Regions from separate parts of the Macaca mulatta genome. Here region 1 is linked to region 2. Evidence: chromatin contacts called from public Hi-C data. All regions are on one chromosome and are shown on one strand. Each heading gives the region's core, a stretch centred on a gene start, on an enhancer-like site or on the middle of the called end of the contact. The rest is flanking DNA. Distances are from core to core; before and after follow the strand shown. Region 1 holds the start of SDR39U1 (short chain dehydrogenase/reductase family 39U member 1). Region 2 holds the start of RIPK3 (receptor interacting serine/threonine kinase 3).

Evidence for each region. Hi-C and Micro-C count contacts between places; a contact is called where the count stands out from the background.
Region 1: a Hi-C map of CD4 T cells shows a contact between it and region 2, with 4 times the contacts expected there. The contact joins the promoter of SDR39U1 here to the promoter of RIPK3 in region 2. A contact is called at or near these places in 4 of 14 Hi-C or Micro-C datasets (CD4 T cells, blood, fetal cortex germinal zone and 1 more).

The regions. Positions count from the first base shown.
Region 1 is chr7:97,562,931-97,566,956 of T2T-MMU8v2.0, forward strand. SDR39U1 (short chain dehydrogenase/reductase family 39U member 1) reads right to left here and starts at 2,318. Exons shown (of 5, transcript XM_077940801.1): 1 at 2,280-2,318; 2 at 1,871-1,977; 3 at 1,703-1,785; 4 at 320-463; 5 at 1-17. The coding sequence starts at 1,784. It overlaps LOC144330198 (a long non-coding RNA gene), which reads left to right and starts at 2,478. Exons shown (of 3, transcript XR_013396156.1): 1 at 2,478-2,665; 2 at 3,083-4,026. KHNYN (KH and NYN domain containing) reads left to right here. Exons shown (of 8, transcript XM_028851462.2): 8 at 1-879.
Region 2 is chr7:97,457,527-97,461,189 of T2T-MMU8v2.0, forward strand. RIPK3 (receptor interacting serine/threonine kinase 3) reads right to left here and starts at 1,629. Exons shown (of 10, transcript XM_001114079.5): 1 at 1,391-1,629; 2 at 1,041-1,181; 3 at 597-906; 4 at 1-144. The coding sequence starts at 1,410.

The sequences.
Region 1 (4,026 bases), core at 1,068-3,567, 110 kb after region 2:
ACGGCCCAGTACAACCCCTACAGCAGGCAAGAGGGAAGGTACAGAGGTCCTCTCAGCCTTGAAGCAGCCCCACTGCTCCTCCTGGTTTCTGTTTCCCCTTCCTCACTCTCCCCATGCTGACTTGGCTCTGTAACAGAAGTGAGCAGTATGGCTCTCTAAGACTTCACACCTTCTCATCTGTAGGTTGGCTAGAAGTGGTAGCATCCTCTCACTCTGTAATCTCAGCTCTCATAATCCCATCAGCTCTCCTAATCCCATCACTTCCCAGCTCAGAGAAGACATTCCAACCCTGTCTGATACCCAGGCCCCTGTTTCTCACCCGAGCGCACCACCACCTGGCGTGTAGAATCTCCAGGAAGCCTGGCTGCAGCTTCCCATTTGGTTACGAGGTTGGAGAAAAAGTCAAAGTCCCCTCCTGGGCTGTCTTCATCATACTCCGCAGTCAGACTGGGCTGGTAGTAAGCTGCCGGTGGAACACACTCATTTGCCCTGGATGTCCTTGGTCCTGCCTGGCTCTCTGTATTGGAGGCTTCCCTTGGCTTCACCTCCTTTGGCCCTTAGGATCTCCCCATTTGGAGACAGAGCCATTTGGATATTTTCCCCTTGAACTTTTCCAGGACCTGAAGTGTTCCTTCCCTGGAGGAACTCTGGTTGCAGGGCTAAACTTAGAGGCTGCTAGAGTGTAGTGGTTAAGAACAGGAACTTGGGTACCAGGCTGCCTGAGTTTTAATCAGCTCCCTCATTTTTAACTCTGTGACTTGATGCAAGTTACTTAACCTCTCTGTATAGAATTTTCACATCTTTAAAATGGGAATAATAGTACCTACCTCATAGGGTTGTTGTAAGGAATAAATGATAATAAGCATAAAACACTTCAAATAGTGGCTGGTGTGTGCATTATAATTGTTTGCAATTACTTGGTCCCAGAGGTGACCATGAACTCTGTTCCTAAAGAACTATGGTGTGAGAAGTAAGGGACTTTGGAATAGGTGGACTTTTCCCTGGCACTAAGAGTGATGCCACTCCTCACTCTTTTTCAGGGTCTCAGTTTCTTAGTGAAAGTACACAAAGGTTAGGAGAAACATGCATGGATCAAGGGCCTAGGAAGTCATTTTACCTGGAAAAAACCAGTGCTCGGGTGTGTGCACAGCTACAGAGGTCTGAGTTACCCCCTTCCCATGGCTAATATGAGGGGCTGGTGATTTAGGGGGCATACCTACACCTGTGACTAAGACCCAGGCCTTGGGGGGTTGTGGGGCTTTGGTGATGGCTTTAGCCAGCAATTGGGTGGTCTCTAGGCGGCTGCGGAGAACCTCTTTTTGGAAGGTTTCATTCCATCTGCAGGAGAAACATGGGAAATAAAAAGCCACTAAATACATAGGTGCACATATCCCTCTCTCTATCTTTTCCTGGGAACTATTTCATACCCATTTCTAGTAAAGCCCTTAATTTTGGCTTAACAGAAACAGTCAACGTCTCCTGTAGAGGGAAAGGGCATACATTTTTTGGGCATCCTGAGTTATACCTGAGGACTTAAGCCAATTGGCTGACTGGGTGGAGAAGTGGAGCAGAATGAGTAGTCTGGGATATCGGTTTAGTTCAGAATCTAGGAGTTCCATTACCCTTAGCTCACAGGTTCTCATCAGTGGTACACTCTCCTCCCTGTGCTCTAGTGGGTATCAGCTTTAGGGCCCAGGCTGACCTTCGGAGAGGGTTGAGGATGTTCTCTCCGGCCAGGTTGACGGCGGCATCGCAGCTCGGCAGCCCAGACGCAGCCAGCTCATCCTGTTGGAGAAAGCACACAGTGCCCCTGCCCCGCCCTGCACCGCCCAACTCTGCCCTCCCACCCGCTTCCAGAGGATGGACTTACCCACGTGATCCGGCCGGGCCCGGGCTGTCGGGAGACCAACGTCACTTCGTGGCCTCTGGCATTCAGCAGCTGGCTTAGGGCTGTCCCAATGAAGCCAGTCCCGCCACCTGATCGGAAAATACAAATTGCTTATATTTCCGGGGAGTCGGGGTGGGGGCGCCTTTCGTCCCCGCTGTGGCCCCCCTCTTCCGGCGCCAGCCCATCTGACACCAGACTGCTCCCCACTTCTTCCCCTCCCCGCGATGCAGAGGTGACACAGGTCACAGGGATTAGGGAGATTCGGCTTCTCGGGCTAGGCGGCCAAGGCCAGGTTACCAGTGCACTAGACAGTGCCCTCCCGGAAGCGGATTCCCAGCCCTCAATCTCCGACTAAGCCCGCCCGGCACTCTCCCTTTCTGCAGTCCCTCACCCACAAGCACACGCATAGCGACTAGGACCTAACGCGCCTGCGTAACTTTAGAGTTTACCTCACTTCAAACGCGACCAGGACCTCTCTGCGCATGTCCCTTTCGGGAAGCGGGTTCCAATCGAGGTCGCAATCCTGTGCGTGGCCCTTCTCGGCGACCCGGAAAAGCTTGTAAATATAGGCTGTGTGTTTCTCTAGCAAGCGAGGTGGGAGGGATTAGACCGATGGACCCAGAAAAGGCGGAGGAGGGAAGGTTTTAGTGTAGAAAACCAGCCAAACCAAACTCAACCAACAAAACCCTTCACTTAAAACCCGAAGCTACCCAGACCTCAGAATTCTGGATATCTATTAAGTTGGCGGGTCAGTAATGCAAGAGAACCCTTCCACCGGTAGTCTGGATTTCTTTCCACTCGGCCAGTTTTTTCTTCTCTCTCTTTCCGCTGGCTCCTTTCTATCTGCATTTAAACATTCCAAAGGTCCCCTCATATTAAAATAACACTTTACGCCGGGGATGTATGCCTTGAATTCAGTTACCAGGCTTTAACAGAAGACATCCCAAATCTCCTATGCAACTCGGATCTCTCATCTGAGCTCCTAACCCCTATAAAAACTTTTCACTACAAATCTCTTCTTGGACATCCGAAACCCTATTGATTTTAAATACTGAATCTCTCTCAGGTTTATCTAAGAGGAGTCTTTGAAAAGTTCATGGAAAATGTGTATTATGCTAAAAACTACATAGGTTTCCAAATTTTTTTACACCAAAATAAACTTGTATTGACTTGTTATATAACATGTCTGAACAGGATCTGAGGCACTAAGAAGGCTAAGACAGTTTGAAAAGAGCCCCTATTAAAGCAATCTGAATTCTGTGAAAATTGAAGCAAGAACAAACACGGAATTTGTGGTGAAGAACGATGAAATTGATGCTTTATGAAAAATTTATGAGGACAATGCCCCAAATAAATCAGCAGTCTACAAATGCATAACTCATTTTAAGAAACGAGGAGACGTCCAAGCATGGTGGCTCATGCCTGTAATCCCAGTACTTTGGGAGGATTATGCACGAGGCTCTCTCAAGTCCAGGAGTTTGAGACCAGCCTGGGTAACATGGCAAGACCTCATCTGTACTAAAAATTTAAAAATTAGCCAGGTGTGGTGGTGCACACCTGTAGTCCCAGTGTCTTGGGAGGCTGAGGCAGGAGGATTGCTTAAGCCCAGTAGTTCAAAGTTGCAGTGAGCTATGATTGAGCCACTGTGGTCCAGCCTGGGCAACAGAGTGAGACCCCATCTCAACAAAATGGGGAGGAGATGATGTTGAAGATATAGATAGTGGCAGAGTATCCACATCACTTTGTGAGGAAAAAAATTCATCTTGTTTGTGCCCTAATTGAAGAGAACAGCAGAAACAATAGCCAACACAAGAAACATCTCAATTGGTTCAGTTTACACAATTCTGCCTGAAAAATTACAGTGGAGCAAACTTTCCACTTGATGGGTGACAAAACTGTTGTACTCAGATCTGCTACAGATAAGAGCAGAGCTTTCAGTGGAAAGTTTAAACAAGTGGGGTCAAGATCCTTGATATGACTTTGTGATCTCACCCAAATCTCATCTTTAATTGTAATCCCCAGCTATTGAGGGAAAGACCTGGTGGGAGGTGATTGGATCACCGGGGCAGTTTCCCCCATGCTGTCTTCATGATAGTGAGGGTGTTCCCATGAGATCTGATGGTTTTATAAGCAGCAGT
Region 2 (3,663 bases), core at 379-2,878:
GTAGACATCACTGGCTGTGGAGGCCTTCCGGTTTACATTAACAAACAGTTCTGGGGCCAAGTAGCCCAGGGTGCCCCCTGGCTCCCTGGATGCTGTCCCTGACTGTGAGCCTCCCTGAAATGTGGACAGGCCAAAATCTGCCAGCTGCAAAGGAAGGAAAGAAGTGGGAGGTAGGGAAGACAAGGGGGCCAGGCAGCCTCCAGAAACCCCCTTGCCCCCAGAAGGTTCAGGTTCAGCTTTGTAAAGGGAGTGTGGAGGTCAAGGGAAGAGGCTCCCTTGGATAGTAGATCTAGGTGCCTGTGGTAGGGCTGGGTCAAGGTGTGAGTCTCCAGGGCTGGGTCAGCCATGACTCTTTGGAGGGGTTGGTGGGGCAGCTGGTGGAAATGACTCGTGTGGGTCGGGGCCTCTATCACCTGGTATGGCAGGAGCTAAAACTCCTGGCTGGGCTTTGTGCCCTGGCAGCCCTGTGTCCAGAGGGAGAGGCTACGCCTATTCAATAGACAGGGCTCTGGAGGTCTGGTGTCCAGTGGGCCTGGCTGGAGCTGCTCTGGGGTGGGACCTTGTCCTGAGGCTGAGAGGGGTGTAGAGCAGCTGACCTTGACGTGCAGCTCTGGGTCCAGCAGGACATTGGATGGCTTGAGGTCCCGGTGCAGGAGCACCGGGTTCTGGTTGTGCAGGTAAAACATCCCAAGCACCACTTCTTTCAGCAGGCGGCAAAGCAGCGGCCAGGGCCTAGGGCACTCGGGCTGCAGCAGCCGGGACAGGGAGCCGTTCTCCATGAATTTAGTCACCAGAGCCGGCTTGGGCACGTGGTCCCAGTTCACCTTCTCGATGACCCCTTCTAGGCGCAGCACGAATTCGTTATCCAGACTTGCCATGGCCTTGACTTCCCTGGATATCGCCTTCCTACACTCCAGGAGAGAGCTGGAGTCACCCGGGGTCGTGGGAAAAATCCCTCCATTCCCCATTCAGGCCCCAGAGCACAGTGGCTCCACCTTTTTGGCCAGATTGCGGCCGGGGGGGCAACAGGGGTCACTCACGAGTTTACAATCTTGACCGCCACATCGTAGCCCCACTTCCTATATCGCGCCCGGAACACTGTGCCGAACCCGCCTCTGCCGACGAACTCCTGGTTTTCCAGTTCCTCGATGGACACCAAGGAGGCGGAGGCACCACTGGGCCTGAGACAGGGGTGTCGCCCACTAGCCGGCAGTGCCCTACGCCAGCGCTGCTCCCCGCGCCCCTGTGACTCGGCGCTCTTACTGCAATCCCCGGCCTCTCTCGCCGGCCCCCACCGTCTCCAGACTCAAAGGCGTTCTCTGAGCGAGTCCGTGGGGCGCTCTGGGTGTGAATGTCGGAGGCTGCGATCGACATGCCACTCCCTACTCACCATAACTTGACGCACGACATCAGGCTGGAAGGTGCGAGGGGGCCTCTGGAGATTGCGAGCAGTAGGAGATGGAATGACTTCTGGGGCTGCGGTCTTTGGCAGAGAGGGGAAGGGATCTGTCTCTGCAGGGATCAGTCTCTAGACCAGGACGGTGACTCCACTTTCCGGGTTGCTACCCGTATTCTGAGTTGACTGAACAACTTCCCTTACAGGCGCCTCTACAGTCCCGCCCCTGGGGTGGGGCAGGGGGCAAAGTGAAAGCTAGTGTCTTTCTCCCTGACTAGCGTTTCCTGAGTGCCTGCCGCATGCAGCGGCCAGGTTAGGTGTGGCAATGGGTCCTCACCTTCCAGGAACCCACAATCAACCCACTCCTACAGTCAAAGCCTTCTCTTTTCCCACAGGATTTCCTGCTCCACCACCTGCCAGGCCATGAGTGGAGATGGTGCTTAGGCAGGTTTTATGGTTTTGGGGCTCAGCTCTCTCATAGCTGCCCTAAGATCATAGCCAATGCATATATAAAACTTATCATGCACCAGGTACATAGATTAGCTTATTTAATTCTCACACGAACCCTAAGGGGATAGGTACTGCTTTTATTACCTTTCTATAGATGAGGAAACTGAGACACTGAGAGTTTAAGTACCTTGCCTAAGCCCATATGGAAATAATGGCTCTGAACCATCAAGTTATCCTGTTTTCACATCATAGGTTTCAGGGCTGTTTTCACATAGGTTTCACCTGTTTTCACACAGGTTGCAGGACCACTCAGCTGGTCCTGCAGGAGGCTGGGAAAGTTGTGAAGCATCCAACGATGTAGTGAAGGATCCCTATTTGTATTCCTTGGGACTTATATGTTCATAGGGACTTACATGCCCTATGAACAGGAGCTCCTTGAGCTGGCAGACCCCAAACCCACTCCAAGGGCATTGTGGTAAGGCTAGATATACCAGCCCATCCAGCAAGTTGGTGACATTGTGGTGTACACTGCAGTGGAAACAATTCAGAGCTTTCCTGCCCTCTCCTTTGCATGACAACTCTTGCATGCAAATACCCTAATTAATGTTCCTGACAAGCACATGCTCTGGACACAGGCTTTTGATAACCCAGAAGCATGGAGAGTCTTAAAGATTTAGGGCAGAAAAAAGGTGTCCATATTTTACCTTTTGGAGGTCTGACCATGACTGGAGGTTGTGGGAACCCGATAGGGCCAGCCCTAGGCACTCAGTCCTTCACAGGGATACTCAACCCTGTGGGTTGTGTGTTGGCTTTCACTAAAAGGTGCTCACCTTGGTACTTGCTTTCCATTTTGTCCAGTGGTCCATGGGCTCTTCTGGTTGAGGCAGAAGTGATCAGCAGTTTTTTCTAGAACAACTCCTGGAGAGCTACACCATGGCTTCTGGTAGGGTCAGCTCATGCTATTTTGGAGCTATTTAGGGAATTGTTCAACTGTAGTCTCTTTAAAAGCCAATACATGGCAGATACCCAATAAATATTTGTTGAATTGAATGAATAAATGAACAACCAAAAATATTAAGCCTCTTTTAAGGCACTGATCATCCTAGATGGAGCTCCATACTCAGTAGGAGGAAAGAGGAGATCGGGTTCCTATAGGGACTGAGGGCTCTCACCTGCACAGTTCATGAAATCCGTCTGAAGTAGGCTTTAGTATAGAGATATGGTGGTATCACACAGAATCCAAGAAGGCAAGAAGTGTAGCAGGTCCTCAGAAAAGCCTAGAGTCAGAAGCTGAGAACCATCAAAAGGGGTAGCCACTCCCTTTGTGATTCTTTTTGGAGAGAATAACCCAGGCTCAGTATCTCCACTTGAAGGAAGCAGGCAAAAAGGAGTTGGAAAGGTGTTATAACCAGGTTTCTTCAGATTGGTATGAGACCCTGAGAATCAGGGATAAACTACTGTGAAGCACAAAGTTGGGTGTGGTATCAGGGCCTATACAACTTTTTGACTCAAAATAAACAGCCCCTTTAAAAGAAGGAAGAGCAGGGAGAAGAACCTTAGAGTAAGTGCCTAACAGGACCCTCAGCTTCCAGCAAGGGGGTGTGGGGGTGGACCTAGGCACAGGTTGATTCTTGGAATTTGGAAACTCAGAGTTTGGAATAATCAGATAAAGAAACTAAAGAAGCTATTGTAAAATGTTTAAAGAAATAAAAAATAGAGTAGAGAAATAAAAGAGCAAGGCATTAGAGATCATAAACAATGTCCAGATATATTTACAAAAAATAAAACATCAAGAAATAAAAAATGTATGTAACCAT